2 separate regions of the Hordeum vulgare genome follow, and region 2 is linked to region 1. The links are chromatin contacts, called in public Hi-C maps. All regions are on one chromosome and are shown on one strand. Each heading gives the region's core, a stretch centred on a gene start, on an enhancer-like site or on the middle of the called end of the contact. The rest is flanking DNA. Distances are from core to core; before and after follow the strand shown.

Region 1 (3,971 bases), core at 592-3,091:
TGCCAAAATGCCACAGCTTTTACACGGCTGTAGATACCCCTACCTTGTAAGGTCCCCACAGTAGTTTTATGTTTTGATACTGTGGGGATCTTGCAGGGGTATCTACAGCCGTGCATGAAAATCGGTTTCTCATTTGAAGAACAGAACCTCAATTTCAAAATAAAATACAGTTTGTTTTGAAGTCATAACTATTACTCTGTTAGTAAATCTAGCATGATCATCGTCCTACCTCTTCACGTCTGTCAAATTTGTTGGATCACTTCTTTGAAATTTGCTCGAAGAAGTCATCGCTTGGAGTAACAGGAACGAGATAATTTCCAAACAGAGAATCAAAGCTTTTGAAGCTTCCAAGGCATCCCTCGTGCTGTGCTTGAAGGACAGCAAATTGCTTTGCCTCTCTAATTTTGTTGAGATCCACTCTCGCTAGCGGTGTGCCTGAAACCTGGAAAGGTGATGTTAACATCAAGAAAGGATGTTAGGAGAAATCAAGAAAGATGAGAGAAGTATAAATTGCCAATCAACGTGTCAGGAATTTGAGCATACCGATGTATTGGATGATGCCGCCACTTTGTCCTTATCAACAGCAGTTTGAGAAGGAGGTCTACTCCTGTGTTCCAAAGCACAACAACAACATATTTACCATACTAGACAAGAAAGTAAACTGATGAGAAATTACAGTCAGCAGAAAGGCATGGCTGCTGCAGTCAACAGAACAAAATCGCTGCTCTTAGTAACCAGTGCGTGCAAAGCAAAAATGAATTGCAAAAAAGAATGAGTAAGGAATAAAAGGTTAAATGCACAATTTTCTGTATGGTATAAAATATTTTCATGCTGACTGTCAGTGCATCAAGTCATCAATTAGCATACGGTTGGTGCTATTCTCAATTCAGGCAAGGTACCCTCTAGTGCGTTCAGGTTGATAATGTCATTGAACCCAACGCTTACAATCACATACAGACACACAATGTAAAGTTAACTAACTGAATAGCTAGTTTGGTTCGATGAGTTAATGGTGGTATTGATTTGTCATAGCTATCCACAAAGGATCTACAGAACGTGAGATTGACTGCACCCAACCCAAGTTTTCAATTACAATGCACGGTCAGAGGAGTTGGACGAACAGAACCCTGAGCAAAATAGTGATTGCAATAGGGGCAGTTGATTTTCAAGCGTCAGAAAGAATTCACCACTGGGTACGCGAGAGTTGCTCGTTCTGTCATCAAATTACCCACTCCTCCACTCAATTGTGGTTGATACCCCAACCCAGCATATTGCCTGAAAAATTATATGTCCGGGACAGAAATGCAAAAGCGACCGATATTCGCCTCAATCAACAAGGTCCCTCTGGGAATATCGAGACTTTTGCCCAAAAATAGATAAACAAGCACATTGCCACATTCCAAAGCCCCTTTCAAAGAACACCAAAACCTAACGTACAGCGGTGCTCGGTGACAGGATCAGCTAGTCGGCAGGCTAGTCCGGAATCTTTACCTAAAAGAACACTACACCTGTAGCCACCCCACACCACTGGCACGCCCCACAACCAAGGTCGGAACCTTTGCGATTTCTTCCCAAAACTAAAGGACGGCGCAGCGGGATCGTGAGAGATTAGGCAAATCATCCATCAGATTGGGGAGTTGGAAGCACGCGGCAGTCACGCTGAGGATAATTGAAAGGGTAGCGCGGAAATGCGCGGAGGGTACCTCCGAGACGGTTCGATCTTCCGCCGCTTCGGTGCCGGCGGCTGCGCCGACGCCGGGGAACCAAGCTCCGCTTCCTCCGCCGCCATGGACTTCCAGTCTTGGTGGTTCGCAGGCCTGAGCCCACAAATACTTTGTTCGTCGGCCCGAAACGTAAGACCTCTTTGATAAAACTGCCTCTTTGATAAGTACGGCCCAATAAGTCCAGTAACAGAGCAATTGCGGACAATGCGGTTCTCCAAACGAATATCTGTTTCGGCTCCCGAGCTCATCTGATGAACACCGAGTTTAAAAAAAAATCCGACGAACACTAAAATAAAATAAAAATACTTCAAAAAAAATACTAACACAATTCGAAAAATTCCTGCTCCCTTCATTTTTAAATATAAGTATTTTTAGAGGTTTCAGTAGGATACTACATACGAATGTATATGGATATATTTTAAAGTGTAGATTCATTCATTTTGTTTCGTATGTATTCTTCTAGTGAAATATTTAAAATAAAAATATTTAGAAACAGAGGGAGTAGTTATTTTGCATGGGAAAAAAATAGTGCATGAGATCCGCGTCAAATTTCAACGCATTTAGACATCTAAACAGCTTTCAACAAAGAAAAAACCAAATAATAAGTGTCATGCAGTGTGACACGGAGCACACCGGCCATGTCGTTATTTAAAATTAAAGTTGCCATCCAAAAAAAAATCTAAAAAAACTGAAACTCTTCATCTGAAAAGAAAGTTTTCATGCTTAACAACTAAAGTTGGCATCCTAGGGCCACTAAACTTTCCATAAAACCGCTTTGAATTTGCCATGTGTTCATGCTACGTGTGGCACTTACCAGGGTGCACAAACAATAAACTTTTTCACAAACCCTAATTTTGTTGTTTGCTGAGAGCTGCTTGGATGTTCAAATGAATTGAAATTTTGATTTTACTGTTTATGGACAGGAGCAGATGTGCTTGGGAACCATTTAGCTGCTCTTTTATCCAACAACAAGAAGATCGAAGAACATAACATCCTTTTCACTCTAGCTATAGTATTGTCTACTTTCAAAATTTTGGTAAATCATTTTCCCAATTGTTGAGTCTTTTGATAAGATTTGTGCTGTTTTTTCTTCATCCGGTGTTGTTGCATGTCTTTTTATGCTGAAACTTTGACTTGCCAGTGTTTGGAATCAGTCGATTTTCTTATAGGCTCGAAGATCATTATCCAATTGTTTAAATTCTATGTGTTTCTTTTGTTATTTTTTATTTTCAACATGTTTTCCTTTTTCCTCTATGGGTATTTTTGAGCCGTTGGATGAGTGCAAATGCACACATACGAGTATTATGGAATAATTGTGTAAATTATATTAGTGTGCGGAAATTGCACTATTACATACTTGTTCTTTGTGTATTATAAACATTGCAACTTCAATGTAAAAGTTGTGTGCAACCTTTCTAAGTTTAATTTTATTTTCTTACTTCTAAATGGTAATATCAACGCCATTAATACATTATTTATTTTTTCTAAAAATGGATTTTTCTTTTAGTTTTTTTACTTTCTTTCTTAATTTCGATGTCACTAATTCATTTCTTCTTAGAAAACTATTTATTTAAAAATTAACTATTATATTATTATTTTGCATATTATAAAGAAACAAAATGTATCCATAAATTTTATCGTTATTTCTTTTCTTCTTCTTCAAGGGTAATACCAATGCCACTAACTCATCATTTCCTCAAAAAACATCATTTTTTGTGTGTGCAAGTATACATGCAATACTCCCTCCGTCCTAAAATAAGTGTCTTAAGCTTAGTACAATTTTGTACTAGATTAGTACAAAGTTGAGACAGTTATTCTGGGACAGAGGGAGTACTATGGAATGTGTATGTAAATTATACTAGGGTGTGAAAATTATGATATTAGTGCTCTTTGCATATTGCAAAAAGTGTAACTTCATGCAAAGTTGTATGGAAGTTATTTTTTCCTTAATTAAAGAGTAATACAATGTCACTAGTTCATTATTCCTTGCAAAACATTTTTATTTTTATTTTTGTTTTTATTTCATTATCTTTCTTCTTTAAGGGTATTATCAATGGCACTAGTTCAATCATTTGCAAAAGTTCCACCCTTATAAGCTTATTCTTACGTACTGTATAAAAGAAACTTATGTGTAAAGAAGTTCATTATGTTTTCTTTTCCTTTTTCATTCTTCTTAAAGGGTAATACCAATGTCACTAATGCATACTTTCCTAGAAAACTTTTAAAAATGTTTTTTTTGGTTATGTG
Region 2 (4,542 bases), core at 235-2,734, 220 kb after region 1:
CTCTGCAAAGGTAAGACACAAGCGCACGCGCGCACACACACACACACTCACACCCCCTCCCCCCTACACACTTGCGAGCAAATGGCCAAGTCGTCTAAGACCAAAGTTATGCCTACACGAGGAAAAAAGAAAAGACCATATGCGATGTTAGAGTCTAGGTTTTCATCCTGAAGAACTGGTTCGGTCATATTCAAGCAATGTCTTCAACAAGTTGACGACACAATAACATCATCACTCTGAGGCTCTATAACTAACTCGGGTCAAACTTAGATTTTAACTCCAGAGCTCGAGGTCATTTATTCAAGAAACACCATCATCGAAGTCAATCATGTGTTATCGCCATTGAGCTGTAATAAGTATGAATTTGATCTCGTTGAACGTGTTTGGCATTTTGTTTTCCTGTTACTTTGGTTTCATTCAAGTAATGAAACTGAAGATATATTTTCTGTATGCCCCCTCATGATAGTTTAAAAAGGGTTCTTTGCTTGTAAAATTTTAGTCCAGTCGGACTCTACATTAAAGTAGCCAAGATCAAACTTCGGCGCATGTCGCACTTAAAAGCTGCACAGAAGAACTGATAGCGACGAGCTGGTACTATCTTTCCACGCCGCCTGAAGCTCCCGGGAACAAGAGAAGAAACTGACCACCCCGTAGAAACCGAGAATGTCCATGCATTGTCATGGTGTGAGTGAAGATGATGAGCCACACAGCACACGTTAGGGCCACGAACTAAATCGTGAGGCGCAGGGCAGAGCGTTGTTACTGACCGCGCTGATAGCCATGAGTCCAGATCGAGCAGCTACGAAATTCACGGTAGGACTAGCCCCACTCTGCTCCATTCCGCGAAGGGATCCGGATCGAGTAGGAGTAAGTTTGGCCGCTTCGTCCGTGGTCCCTGGGACGAGTCCAGATCGAGCAGTGACGTTGACGGCAACTGTGGATCCCTCTCCCGTTCTGCTCCGTTCTGTTGGCGAAACAGTGGAAACGCACAAGCCTGCAGCGCCGCGATCCGCTACACCCCCGGTGTCCGTACCCACCTCCTGATGCTACGTACTACTCCATTTCTCCCAAACCGCAATATTTTATCCTGCCTCATCTCGTGGAGGGCATTCCTCCATTCATCCCGGGTGCACCGTCGCCGAACAAGTGTTCCAAGAAACATAAGAGGCCGTCCATGCACGTACGTACGTACGTACCCACGTCCATGCTGCATGAGTGGCATGGTCCCGAATCCCGACCGATCCATTTTGGAGGCGGTCGTGAGTGAATGATTGTGCTTGTGCATTGCCGTGTACTGCCAGGTTGCATGCCTCATCAACGGCGGCTTGCCGTTGTTTCACTCGTGCAGGTCGGTACTGCTGCTGTCGCATGTACGCGATCGAGTTGAGGCGGTCTTCTGTTCTTGCCCGCGCATTTGTTGGCTTGCGCGCGCGCGCTCGGCGGTGGCGCTACTAGTCTTCTTCGTGATCTGGTGGTGCCGACTGCCGAGGCCCACGCGTCAGTCCGGCTCCCACCTATCCCTCTCCCTCCCCGCCCGCTGGAGCCGTAGGAGTAATCCGCTCGCCGCCGCTTCGGTTACCCGTTCGAGGTTGATGCGCTGCAAAGTTTCCGGTTGTGGGCTGGCTGGCTGGACTCGACTCACGTAAACTTCGCCGCCCCGCTCCGGCCACCGGCCTTTCCATCTTTTGCCGCTGCTCTCTCTCCCTTCCCTTACCTGCCCCGCAACCGCAGGTAATCTCGTGCCTTTCCTCTCGAAATTAAAGCGTTCTCCCTCTCTCTGTGCCCTTCATTTCTTTCTCCAATGATTTCGCCGAGTACAAATCGCCCTTCCCTTTTCCATTTTAATTTAATGGCTGCGAGCCGTGATGTCGCGTACGGAGTCGACAAGCTGTATATAAGCCCTCGCTGTGTTTCTTCCTTCCTCTAGGTTTCTCCTTCTGTTGCTGGTCTATCCCCAAAAGCTCATTTTCTCTCGACTCAACTCAGGTCTCGGAGCCCTGGAAGCTCTGTGCGCCGTGCTCTCGGGCATAGTGGGCCAAGTACTGCCCTCTTCTTGTAAGATTCTTCATCTTACTGGCGTTCGGTTGCGTTGACGCGCTAGCTTCTTCTTCTCCCTTGCGTTCGTTCGTGTCCGCAGAGATGGGGCGTGCCATGAGGTGGCTCAAGAGGCTGCTCACAGGCAGGAAGGAGGCGCATGGAGGCGGCAAGGACATCCATGCCGCGCCCGACTGGCATGACACTGCGGCGGTCAAGGAGTCCACCAAGAGATGGAGCTTCGTGAAGCAGAGGAAGAGCGGGGTTGACGCCGGGAAGCGGCCTTCCGAGGCTATCGCCGCCGCGCTGGAGCCGTCGCGGGTGAAGCCATGCCGCTGTGCTGGCGGCGAGCAGGTGGGAGCGCGCGAGGAGACCGCGGCCGTCCTGATTCAGAAAGCTTTCAGAGGCTACCTGGTATGACCTTCATCATCATCCTTGTGATTTCATCCATCTATCTATCGCACGTCATCTATGTATAAGTTGGTTGAGATACTGCCGAGTGAGTGCTGATCGCGTGCGTGTACAAGTTCACTTCGATTATGTGCATCATTTCGTGTTTTTCGGCGTGCCGAAATGGCTTGAACAGTCCCAGACTCCCAGTGTGCGCTAGGATTCTGACGTTGGTCCTGTTTGGATCTATGGGCTAGAGTTAGTTTGAGCTAGTTTGGTTCAACTAGCCTTAAAGTATCCAAACATAAGGGTTAGATTGAAGCTAGTTGCATCTATCCCATCCAAAAAACTATCCCATCAAAAAGGTGCTAATTGGAGCTAGTACTCATGTGGTTCATTAAAAAATATTTTTGTCTCTCTCTCCCACCAACCAAGAGATGCTAATTGGAGATAGTTCTTATGGGGCTCATTAAAAAATCACTTTTCTCTTTCCATAAAGTGCATCTATTGTCAATTTAACCCTTCCATCCAAACACCTATTTGGCTAGAGTTAGTTTAGGGTTAGTCATGAGCTAGAAACTAACTCTAACCACTAGCTAAGTTAGAGTATCCAAACAGGGCCGTTAACGATGCAGATCCTCCCATCAATTATTTTAGTGGATATGTTCGCACCGTTTATGCCACACCCGTCAGTTCGTTTTGTACTATATGTTGGGCTTAGTTGGCTAAACTTCGCTGTATGTGATGTCACTGCTCGTCATGTCCCTTTCCATAATGGACAGTTGTTAGTTGTTAACTCTTCCTCTGTTTCTGTGCAAAGTATGCACGTTGATCTTGATCGGCTGCGCAGTTCTTTACTCCTGCTTCGGGCCTTCAGCAGCGACTTCTCTTTATAATAAGCTTTATGTTGGTTCAGCGTCAGTGCAGTGGTTACTGATTACGCAGTGTGACATGAGCTTATTCGTCTGAATACGGTTCTTTACTCCTTGGCATAATGCAAGTTGTTTCAGTTGAAGTTTGAATCTGTGATTATATTGGCTTCAGGCTAGGAAGGCGCTTCGCGCTCTGAGATCACTCGTCAAGCTGCAGGCCCTGGTCCGAGGCTACCTCGTGAGGAAGCAGGCGGCCACGACCCTGCACAGGTTGCAGGCGCTCATGCGGCTGCAGGCCGATTCCCGCGCCTTCAAGAGCGCCTCCTACCGGAAATCCATGGAACAGGTCAGGCCCGGAGTTTCAACTCTTCGTTCGTGCTGATCAACGATCACGAGTCGACGGATGATGAATCTTGAGTTTGATATGTTTGCTACGGTGTGTTTTTCGCAATGCAGGAGAGGATCATCGCGCAGGATGCCAGGATGAGGACGCCGCCGGCGAAGCCGGGGCACCGGCGGAGGCTGTCCGACAGCACGGACTCCAACTACGAGCGCAGTCCGCGGATCGTGGAGATGGACACGTGCCACCTCCGCTCCCGTTCCAGCCGTATCGTGAGCGGCCGGTACGCCGCCGATCGCTCGTCGGGCCGCCTCACGCCGGACCTGGCCCCGCCGATCTCGCCGCGGTCCGTCAAGCAGCCCCCGCGAGTGTCCACCCGGCGTGAGCGCGAGCCCGTCAGGCACGCCAAGACGGCGCAGAACACGCCCCGCTTCAGCGGGCCCGACGCGCCGTACGCGTACGACTCGCCTGCCAAGAGCGTGGACGGGCTGGCGGCGCGGCCGCTCTGGCACCGGGACCTGCTTGCGAGCCCGCGCTACATGGCGGGCACTGCCTCGTCGGCGGCGAGGCTGCGGTGCCAGAGCGCGCCCAGGCAGCCGGCCGAGGCGCCGAGGGCGAGCCTGACACAGCGGGATGCTGTGCCGAGGAAGTCGACGTGCACGCGGACGCAGCATGGCGGCCTCTGCTTCCACTCCTCGGACGCCACCCGCGCGCGCTGCTCCGACCTCAGCGACGACGCGGCCAGAGATTATTACTTGGACAGGATGTGGTGATCGTCTGATCTATCAAGGTGGAGACGGACCGGACCGGACGGTGGTGTAAGATGGCAGTAGCTGCAAATTGCTGGATAGTCTCTGAATTTTGTACATGCTTAGTTGCTAAATTTTCTTTCTTGATTGATGACAT

What was found. Hi-C and Micro-C count contacts between places; a contact is called where the count stands out from the background.
Region 2: a contact with region 1 is called in a Hi-C map of leaf, with 6 times the contacts expected there. The contact joins the promoter of LOC123440238 here to the promoter of LOC123444379 in region 1. A contact is called at or near these places in 3 of 6 Hi-C or Micro-C datasets (leaf and seedling) and 1 of 1 datasets of contacts at active chromatin or transcription factors (embryo).

What each region holds. Positions count from the first base shown.
Region 1 is chr3H:479,917,448-479,921,418 of MorexV3_pseudomolecules_assembly, forward strand. It overlaps LOC123444379, which reads right to left and starts at 1,842. Exons shown (of 3, transcript XM_045121072.1): 1 at 1,704-1,842; 2 at 544-607; 3 at 133-442. The coding sequence starts at 1,789. The coding sequence ends at 257.
Region 2 is chr3H:480,136,320-480,140,861 of MorexV3_pseudomolecules_assembly, forward strand. It overlaps LOC123440238 (protein IQ-domain 26-like), which reads left to right and starts at 1,485. Exons shown (of 5, transcript XM_045116816.1): 1 at 1,485-1,731; 2 at 1,987-2,055; 3 at 2,138-2,448; 4 at 3,469-3,642; 5 at 3,753-4,542. The coding sequence starts at 2,140. The coding sequence ends at 4,409.